2 separate regions of the Ovis aries genome follow, and region 1 is linked to region 2. A link is a contact called in public Hi-C data. All regions are on one chromosome and are shown on one strand. Each heading gives the region's core, a stretch centred on a gene start, on an enhancer-like site or on the middle of the called end of the contact. The rest is flanking DNA. Distances are from core to core; before and after follow the strand shown.

Evidence for each region. Hi-C and Micro-C count contacts between places; a contact is called where the count stands out from the background.
Region 1: a Hi-C map of liver shows a contact between it and region 2, with 2.6 times the contacts expected there. The contact joins the promoter of SH2D3A here to the enhancer-like site in region 2. A contact is called at or near these places in 2 of 16 Hi-C or Micro-C datasets (blood and liver).

What each region holds. Positions count from the first base shown.
Region 1 is chr5:15,473,364-15,478,165 of ARS-UI_Ramb_v3.0, forward strand. SH2D3A (SH2 domain containing 3A) reads left to right here and starts at 2,672. Exons shown (of 10, transcript XM_042250067.1): 1 at 2,672-2,739.
Region 2 is chr5:15,402,101-15,406,311 of ARS-UI_Ramb_v3.0, forward strand. No RefSeq gene overlaps it. Among named protein-coding and RNA genes, the nearest start is that of ADGRE1, 30 kb to the left of the region's middle. Within about 2 kb of position 1,666, at least 1 of the 54 cell types and tissues checked has an H3K27ac peak or open chromatin away from gene starts, as enhancers often do. A contact at or near this core is called in liver, where this site is marked.

The DNA.
Region 1 (4,802 bases), core at 1,422-3,921, 72 kb after region 2:
AAGCCAGGCTTCAACAGTATGTGAACCATGAACTTCCAGATGTTCAAGCTGGATTTAGAAAAGGCAGAGGAACCAGAGATCAAATTGCCAACATCCGTTGGATCATTGAAAAAGCAAGAGAGTTCCAGAAAAACATCTACTTCGGTTTTATTGACTACGCCAAAGCCTTTGACTGTGTGGGTCACAACGAACTGGAAAAATCTTAAAGAGATGGGAATATCAGACCACCTGATCTGCCTCCTGAGAAATCTGTATGCAGGTCAAGAAGCAACAGTTAGAACTGGACATGGAACAGACTGGTTCCAAATAGGAAAAGGAGTACAAATGCTGGAATAGATGAAGCACAAGCTGGAATCAAGATTGCCAGGAGAATTATCAATAACCTCAGATATGCAGATGACACCACCCTTAAGGCAGAAAGTGAAGAACTAAAGAGCCTCTTGATGAAAGTGAAAGAGGAGAGTGAAAAAGTTGGCTTAAAACTCAACATTCAGAAAACTAAGATCATGGCATCCAGCCCCATCACTTCATGGCAAATAGATGCAGAAACAATGAGAACAATGAGAGACTTTATTTGGGGGGGGGCTCCAAAATCACGGCAGAGGGTGACTACGGCCATGAAATTAAAAGATGCTTGCTCCTTGGAAGAAAAGTTGTGATAAACCTAGACAGCATATTATAAAGGAAAGACATTACTTTGTCCGTCTAGTCATAGCTATGGTTTTTCCAGTAGTTATGTATGGATGTGAGAGTTGGAGTAGGAAGAAAGCTGAGCACAGAAGAATTGATGCTTTTGAACTGTGGTGTTGGAGGAGACTCTTGAGAGTCCTTTGGACTGCAAGGAGATCCAACCAGCCCATCCTAAAGGAAATCAGTCCTGAATATTCATTGGAAGGACTGATGCTGAAGCTGAAGCTCCAATGCTTTGGCCACCTGATGCGAAGAACTGACTCATTTGAAAAGACCCTGATGCTGGGAAAGATTGAAGGTGGGAGGAGAAGGGGACGACAGAGGATGAGATGGTTGGGTGGCATCACTGACTCTAAGGACATGAATTTGAGTAAGCCCAGTAGTTGGTGAGTGACAGGAAGGCCTGGCGTGCTGCAGTCCATGGGGTAGCTAAGAGTAGGACAAGACTGAGCAACTGAATTGAACTGCTTTCTTGAAGCTCTTATCATTACCTGAAATCATGTGGTCTGCAAGGTCTCTCTCCCCACCTCCATCCCACTAGACTGGGAGTGTTCTCAGCCCCCTCTATCTCACAAGCCCCCACCCCACCCCACCACTCCTGGGATTTTTAAATTATTGTAACCACCAGGGGGCGCTAGAAACCTTCATTGGATATAACCGAGCTGTGCACCAAAAGCAGGCTGGCCAAGGAAAATACACTTCCTCAGCCTGAGACTGAAGTCTCTTCCATATTGGCAGGTGGGAAAGCCCAGCCTGGAAATTCCCAGATTTATGATTCTACAGACACCAAAACTATCTTCCCCAGGCATCCGCGACTCTTTGCTTCAATTTCCTCATCTGTAAAATGAGTGACAGCAAACTTCACTGTTTAGAAATACAGTAGGGATCAAAGACGGTGGGGCTGCAAAGATCAGAGGAAGACAGGATAGAGCTCCCAGGGCTCCAGGCTTGAATTCCACCTCGGCCAATCACAAGCTGAGTCAACCCTGGGCAAACTTGGGCTTCGTTGCCCCATGCCTCAGTTTCTGCATCTAGAAAATGGGGTGATGAAAATAGGACCCATCTTATTGAGAGGTCTGTGTAAAAATAGAATTGTGGAGGCAGGGCAAACAAGTATACAGTAAGCACTTAATAAATGTTAGCTGCAGCTACTGCTTTCAGTTCTGTTGCTATTACTATGCACCCTCAAAAAACTTGGCCAGAGGGTCCTTATTTCTGGTTCCAGATCCCCCCCATACACGTTCCTCACGCTTGTCTCCAGGCAACAGGATGGAAGCCCCCTTCCTCTCCTTCCCTCCACCTAGGAAACCACCTGAATGTTTGCCCCCTACGTCCCGCCAGAGTCTAGATCAAGTCCAGCTGTCTGTTACTGGGAAAGCCTGTCGTGTTTTCCCGCATCTCTCTCCACAAACCCGACAGCCAATGTGGGGTTCCTTCCGAGAAACCCAGGGGGGCAGTCTGGAGGAAGCGCACTCTGCCACGTCACAGCCGCCACCACTCCCAGTCGTGTGAGACAGCCCGTAAGGGCCGCCCCGCCCCTGCCCGGAACAGAGAAGCTAGGAGACATCCCTTACCCCGTCGCAAAGGGTCAGGGGCTCTTAAGACCAGCCTGTGGCCTTAAGCGGAAACAAGGGGCAGAGCTCTAAGGGCGGGACTAAAAGAGTGACTAGATGAGTGGGCGTGGTCAGCCTGAAGGGGCGGGGCAAGTTTAAGGGGGCGGGTCCACTAGTAGGAACTAAAGGAGTTCCCCGGGGAGCGTGACCTACCGGAAGACGGTTCATCCAAGGGGGCGTGGTTAGCGAAAAGAAAGTTTATAAGGGGCGGGGCGATAACAAGGGGCGGGGCGATGAGTTACAGTAGGAGAAAGGGCGGGGCCTGGAGGGGAGGGGTTTAAAGTGGGCGGGACCAGGTGATGGCGCTAGGTTCCCTTCGGGAGCGGCAGGGGTAGGCTGGACCTGGTTGGGGCGGGGAGGGAGGGGTCGGGAGACGCAGAGCCTCAGGCTTCCGCCCGGCCCCAAGTTCTTGCGAGCTCCGCGGGTCCCGGCCCAGGTGAGTGAGGGGCCCCAAGCAGAGCCAGGACCGGGAGATTTGGTGGGGGTAGGGAGTTCTCTTTTCCAGGTGAGGACACCTGCTCTCTGGAAGAATCTCTGTCCACGCGCGTCCGCGAACGTAAAAGGGGTCACCTGATTGGGTCACTGTGCATCATGCGTGTCCGTGTACCTGGGCGTCCTCCTCCAAGCGTATTTTCTCTGTAACATGGACAGCCTCCCTGCTTCCATGCCTGAGCAATGTTTTTAAACCACAAACCAGATCGTGCCCCTCTCACTTCATACCTTTTCGTAGCTCCTCTTCCATCCCACCGAGACGAAAATTCGAGGTTCACCAGTTTCCTGCATCGTCTCTGCCTAACCTCACTGCTCTCCACTTTGCTTGTGGCTCACAGCATTGTCACACCTGCCTCCTTGACCACGCAAAACAAAAAACAAGCTCTGCACCTTTGCCCTCCCTGTATACCCCTCACCCGTACTGCTCTTTCTTCACATCTTTGCTTAACTGTTTCCCCTGCTTACTGAGATCTCAGCTCCCAAGTCACTTCGTGGGAGACAGCCTTCTGACTACCTATTCATATTTAAGGTAGCCTCCCCCAGCCAGGCTCTCTTTACATCTCCCTGTCATCACCTTCGTTGTTCACCTTTAGACATTATCTTCTTCATTCCTCGTGCACTTATCTGTTTTGTGTGTCTCCTCCACCGGAGGGGCCTTGGTCTCATTCATCACTGTTTCTCTTTGGCACACAGTAACCATTCAACCAGTCAGTACTTTGATCACGTTTGAGTCTCCGTGTCCTCCTGTGCCCCTGTCTGGTGCAAGTGGCTGCCCCCTGCAGGAGTATATGGTCGACAGAAAATGAATGATCCCCTCCCTTCTTTCCCCAAACTTGCCTCTCACCCACCTCCTCTCTTGATTTCTGCCCCCTTCCTCTCTCTCCTGCCCAGATACCCAGAAATTATTCCAAATGATGCAGGACAGGTGGATGACTTAATTGGCCTGTGGCCATCCTGTGACTACTCTGAGCTCCCCCTGAACAAACCAGAGTCAGTGATGCACCTTCATACCCACTAAAGGGCACGCAAGACAGAGGACGCTGGAGTCAGGGGACTCTTAAAACCAAGGCCTGGCCAGGCCCAGCTGACAAACAGGAAGTGCAAAGGTATCCAGGAGACACACCTGGTATTCAGGTATGTGGCGCCTGGAGCCAAAGCTCTACTCAGCTCTCCCGCCCGTTTAGCCACCTCAGACCAGTCTGGGAACTTCCTGGCCCTTTCAGGCCATCAGCCCAGCTGACTCAGGTCCTAAAAATCTTCATGCTTTTTCTCTGCAGACCTGGCCAGGCCCAGAAGGCCCTGGGGGTAGGGGAAGCAAGACACTTTCCCCACCACCACCTCCCGCTCTCTCTCCCCCTCTTCCCTCTCTTCCAGAGCAGTTTTTTCACCAGATGCTTGAGAGACCTGGGGCCTGAGTCACGTGCAATGATCAAGGGGTCCTAGAGCATCCATGTCCTAAGTTTGATCACAGTAATAAGGAAGTGGATCGGCTCCAAACTATGAAAACCTGTAGATGTCTATTTGCTGTTTGCTGACCTGTCTACAAAAACGTGACCTTTTAATGGGCTTCCCTGGTGGCTCAGAGGTTAAAGCATCTGCCTCTAATGTGGGAGACCTGGGATTGATCCCTGGGTCAGGAAGATCCCCTGGAGAAGGAAATGGCAACCCACTCCAGTGTTCTTGCCTGGAGAATCCCATGGACAGAGGAGCCTGGTGGGCTACAGTCCACAGGGTCACAAAGAGTCGGACACAAATGAGCGACTTAACTTTAACTTTAATGGTCTTTTAAAATGGGTTTCCCCCCTGGCTCAGTGGTAAATCACTTGCAACCCAGGATTTGGCTGAAGATACAGTTGATCCCTGGGTTGCGAAGATCCCCTGAAGGAGAAAATGGCAACCCACTCCAGTATTCTTGCCTGGAGAATCCCATAGACAAAGAAGCCTGCCAGACTACAGTCCATGGGATCACAAAGAGTCAGACACCACTGAGCGACTGAGCATATAAAA
Region 2 (4,211 bases), core at 416-2,915:
GTTGCTAAGTCTTGCCTGACTCTTTTGTGACCCCATGGACTGTAGCCCGCCTGTAGGAGGGCAGGGTCCTCTGTCCATGGGATTTCCCAGGCAAGAATACTGGAGTGGATTGCCATTTCCTTCTCCAGGGTCTCTTCCAGACCCAGGAATAGAACCCATGTTTCTTGCATTGCAGGTGGATTCTTTACCAACTGAGCCATTGGGAAGCCAGTGTCCTTATAGAAAGGAGAAATGTCTTTGTTTTTTTTGTTTGTTTGTTTTGTTTTCGCCTCATGGCTTGGAGAATCTTACTGTCCAAACTGAGTATCAAGCTCTGGTCCTTGGCAATGAACGCACGGAGTCCTAACAGCTGGACCATGAGGAAGTCCCCAGGAGGGAGAGGTTGGACACATGCGCACAAGTAGGATGCTGTGTGAACTCTGGAGTTGTGCTCCCACAAGGCAAGCTCCCAAGAGGTGTGAGAGAGAGATGCCTGAAACAGATTTCTCTCCACCATCTTCAGAGGGAGAACAGCCCCCCACTGACACCTTGATCTTGAACTTCTGCTCGCCAGAACTGTGAGACAATCAGTTTGTTTGGTTTAATTAAGCCATTCATGGCAGGAAAGCAATGACAAACCTAGACAGTGTGTTCGAAAGCAAAAACATCAGTTTGCTGACAAAGGTCCATACAGTCAAGGCTATAGTTTTTCCAGTAGTCATGTACAGATGTGAGAGTTGGACCATAAAGAAGGCTGAGCACCAAAGATGCTTTTGAACTGTGGTGTTGGAGAAGACTCTTGAGAGTCCCTTGGACTGCAAGAAGATCCAACCAGTCCATTCTAAAGAAGATCAGGACTGAATATTCATTGGAAGGACTGATGCTGAAGCTGGAGCTCCAATACTTTGGGCACCTGATGCAAAGAGTCGATTCATTAGAAAAGACGCTGATGCTGGGAAAAATTGAAGGCAGGAGGAGAAGGGGATGGCAGAGGATGAGATGGTTGGATGGCATCACTGACTCGATGGACATGAACTTGGGCAAACTCTGGGAGATGGTGAGGGACAGGGAAGCCTGGAGTGCTGTAGTCCATGGGGTTGCAAACAGTCAGACATGACTTGGCGACCGAGCGACAATGGCAACAATTAGGCCATTCAGTTTGCGGTACTCAGTTGTGGCAAACTAATACAGTGTGTTTGTGTGCGTGCATCCCCAGGCTGCTGCTGCTGCTGCTGCTAAGTCGTTTCAGTAGCGTCAGACTCTGTGCAACCCCATAGACGCCAGAGCCCACCAGGCTCCCCCATCCCTGGGATTCTCCAGGCAAGAACACAGGCAGCTGATGTAACTGACAGCCAGAGCCAGGGAAGTTCCTGGTTAGGGCAACGTGGGGCTGCCCTGTGTTCTACTTGTTCGTTCATTGGTCGCGCTGGGTCTTTGTTGCTGCGCACGGACTTTCTCTAGCTGCGGCGAGCAGGGCTGCTCTTTGTTGCGGCGCGTGGGCTTCTCACTGCAGGGGCTTCTCTCGTTGCGGATCATGCGCTCCAGAGCGCTGGCTTCAGGAGCTGCGGCACAGGGGCTTACTTGCTCCCCGATAGTTGGGATTCTCGCAGAACAGGGATTGAACCTTGTCCCTTGCATTGGCAGGCAGATTCTTAACCTCTGGACCCCTTGCCCTGTGCTCCTCTGAACCTCTCTATGCCAATACATTTCGGTGACAGCTGTTCCCGGGAACCCAACTCTACAGGCCACGCCAGGGCGCACCTGAGGCCGCCCCTCACCTCCGCCAGCCGGTAAGAAGTGGCCGCCTTCAGCAGCTGTCTGCCTGGTCCCTCGTGGGGGGTGTAACAAGGCGGCTCCAACCACTTCTCCAGCCCCTTACTCTCCCTCCCTCTCTGAGCACAGTAAACTCCTGGTAATTTTCAGAACCTACAAGGCTCACATTCATTTCTCTTTCCCCTAGACCCACCCCATTTTTCTTTTTTTCAAATTGAAGTATAGCTGATTTACAGTATTGTGTTAGTTCCAGGGGTACAGCAAAGTGATTCAGTTATACATACTTTTTTTCGGATTTCTTCCCATATAGATTGTTACAAGATATTGAGCATAGTTCCCTATACTATAGAGTAGGTCCTTATTGTTTGCCTATTTTATACAGTCTGTAGATGTTAATCTCATACACCTGATTTATCTCTCTCATCCCTCTTTGCCCTTTGGTAACCACAGGTTTTTTAAATCTATGAGTCTGTTTCTATTTTCTAAATAAATAATTGTGGGGCTTTTTTTTTTAGTTTCCATGGATAAGTGATATTATACAGTATTTTATTTTTTCTGATTCACTTTGCTTAGTATGGTAATCTTTAGGTCCATCCATGTGGCTGTAGATGACAAGATTCCATTTGTATTATGGTTGAGTAGTATTCCAGTGTGTGTGTGTGTGTGTGTGTGTACACGTCTTTAGCCATTCATCTGTTGATGGTGTTGATGGTGCATCCCAATCCTTAGAAGGACACTAGCCCCATTGACTTAGGGTCCACCCTAATGACGTCACTTTAACTTAATTAGCTCTTTAAAGAACCCATCTTCAAATACAGTCAGCATCACAGATTCCTTCTTATCACACAAGTGAGTGAATAAGTCAATGAATTAATGAAGGAACGATAGAAAGGGCTTCTGGCAGGTTCTGATTTTATTCCGTGTATTCACTGCTTCTCCCTGGTTGAGGAGTAAACCTTTGCCAACTGATGTTGCTCTGGCCAATGAGATGTCTTCTTTTCATTCCCAAGAATACGAGAAAACCGCCGAGTGGTCCAGTCATTTCTCTGTTACTCCTGCCACAAGCCTGGCACGTCCCAAGGCTGCAGTGCCTTCTCCTTCCAGAAGCTTCTTCTTCAGCAGAGTTGAAGCCAGTGCATGAAAGAATTATGCGACGTTGAGATGAGAAATCATTTGTTACAGTAGCAACACTCAGCCCAAGGTGACAGATTTTTTTTCTCCTAAGAGTTATTTCTTCAGGAAATCTACCAAAGATGTGATTTCCGGGGTTTCAAAAGCCTAAGGAAAGATTCTGGTGCTCACATCAGCAGCACAAATATTAAAACTGGAACAGCACCTGTGCAAGGATGACAGCAAATTTGTCAAGCGTCCCATATTTTTGACATGGATGGACCTGGAGCCTGTCATACAGAGTGAAGTCAGACAGAGGAAAACAAATATTGTATATTAACACATGTATGTGGGATCCAGAAAAATGGTATAGATGATCATACTCACAAAACAGAAACAAAGATACCGATGCCGAGAAGAAACGAATGGACACCAAGGGGGAAAGGAGGGAGGGTGGGATGAACTGGGAGGTTAGGACTCACATATACACGCTATCAATACTGTGTGTAAAATAGGTAAATAATGAGAATCTTCTGTACAGCAGCTGGAACTCTACACAGTGCTCTGTGGTGACTTAAATGGGAAGGAAATCCAAAAAAGAGGGGACACATGCATACACATAGCTGACTCACGTTGCTGTACAGTAGAAACTAACATAACATTGTAAACAACCTTTGCCGACAAAGGTCCACATAGCCAAAGCTACGGTTTTTCCAGTAGTCATGTACACATGTGAGAGCTGGACCATAAAGAAGGCTGAGCGTCGAGGAATTTTTGCTTTCAAATTACGGTGCTTGAGAAGATCCTTGAGCAAGAGTCTTGGACTCTGGATAGCAACAAGATCAAACCAGTCAGTCCTAAAGGAAATCAACCCTGAATATTCATTGGAAGGACTGATACTGAAGCTGAAGCTCCAACACTTTGGCCTTCTGTAACGAAGATCTGACTCATTGGAAAAGCCCCTGATGCTGTAAAGATTGAGGACAGGAGAAGAAGGGGACAACAGAGCATGAGATGGTTGGGTAGCATCACCGACTCGATGGATATGAATTTGAGCAAACTCCACGAGATGGTGAAAGACAGGGAAGCCTGGCGTGCTGCAGTCCATGGGGCTGCAAAGAATCAGACACAGCTTAGTGGCCGAACAGCAACAATCTGTGAGTGTAAAATTCTTTCCTGCCACATAGGAGTCCCATTTCCATATTTCAGGCCTTATTTGTTTTTATACTCTAAACTTTTTTAATTTCTATTTAGGTCTAGCCAATTAACAAACAATGTTGTGATAGTTTCAAGTGAATAGTGAAGGGACCCAGCCATATATATACCCATGTCCATTCTCCCCCAAACTC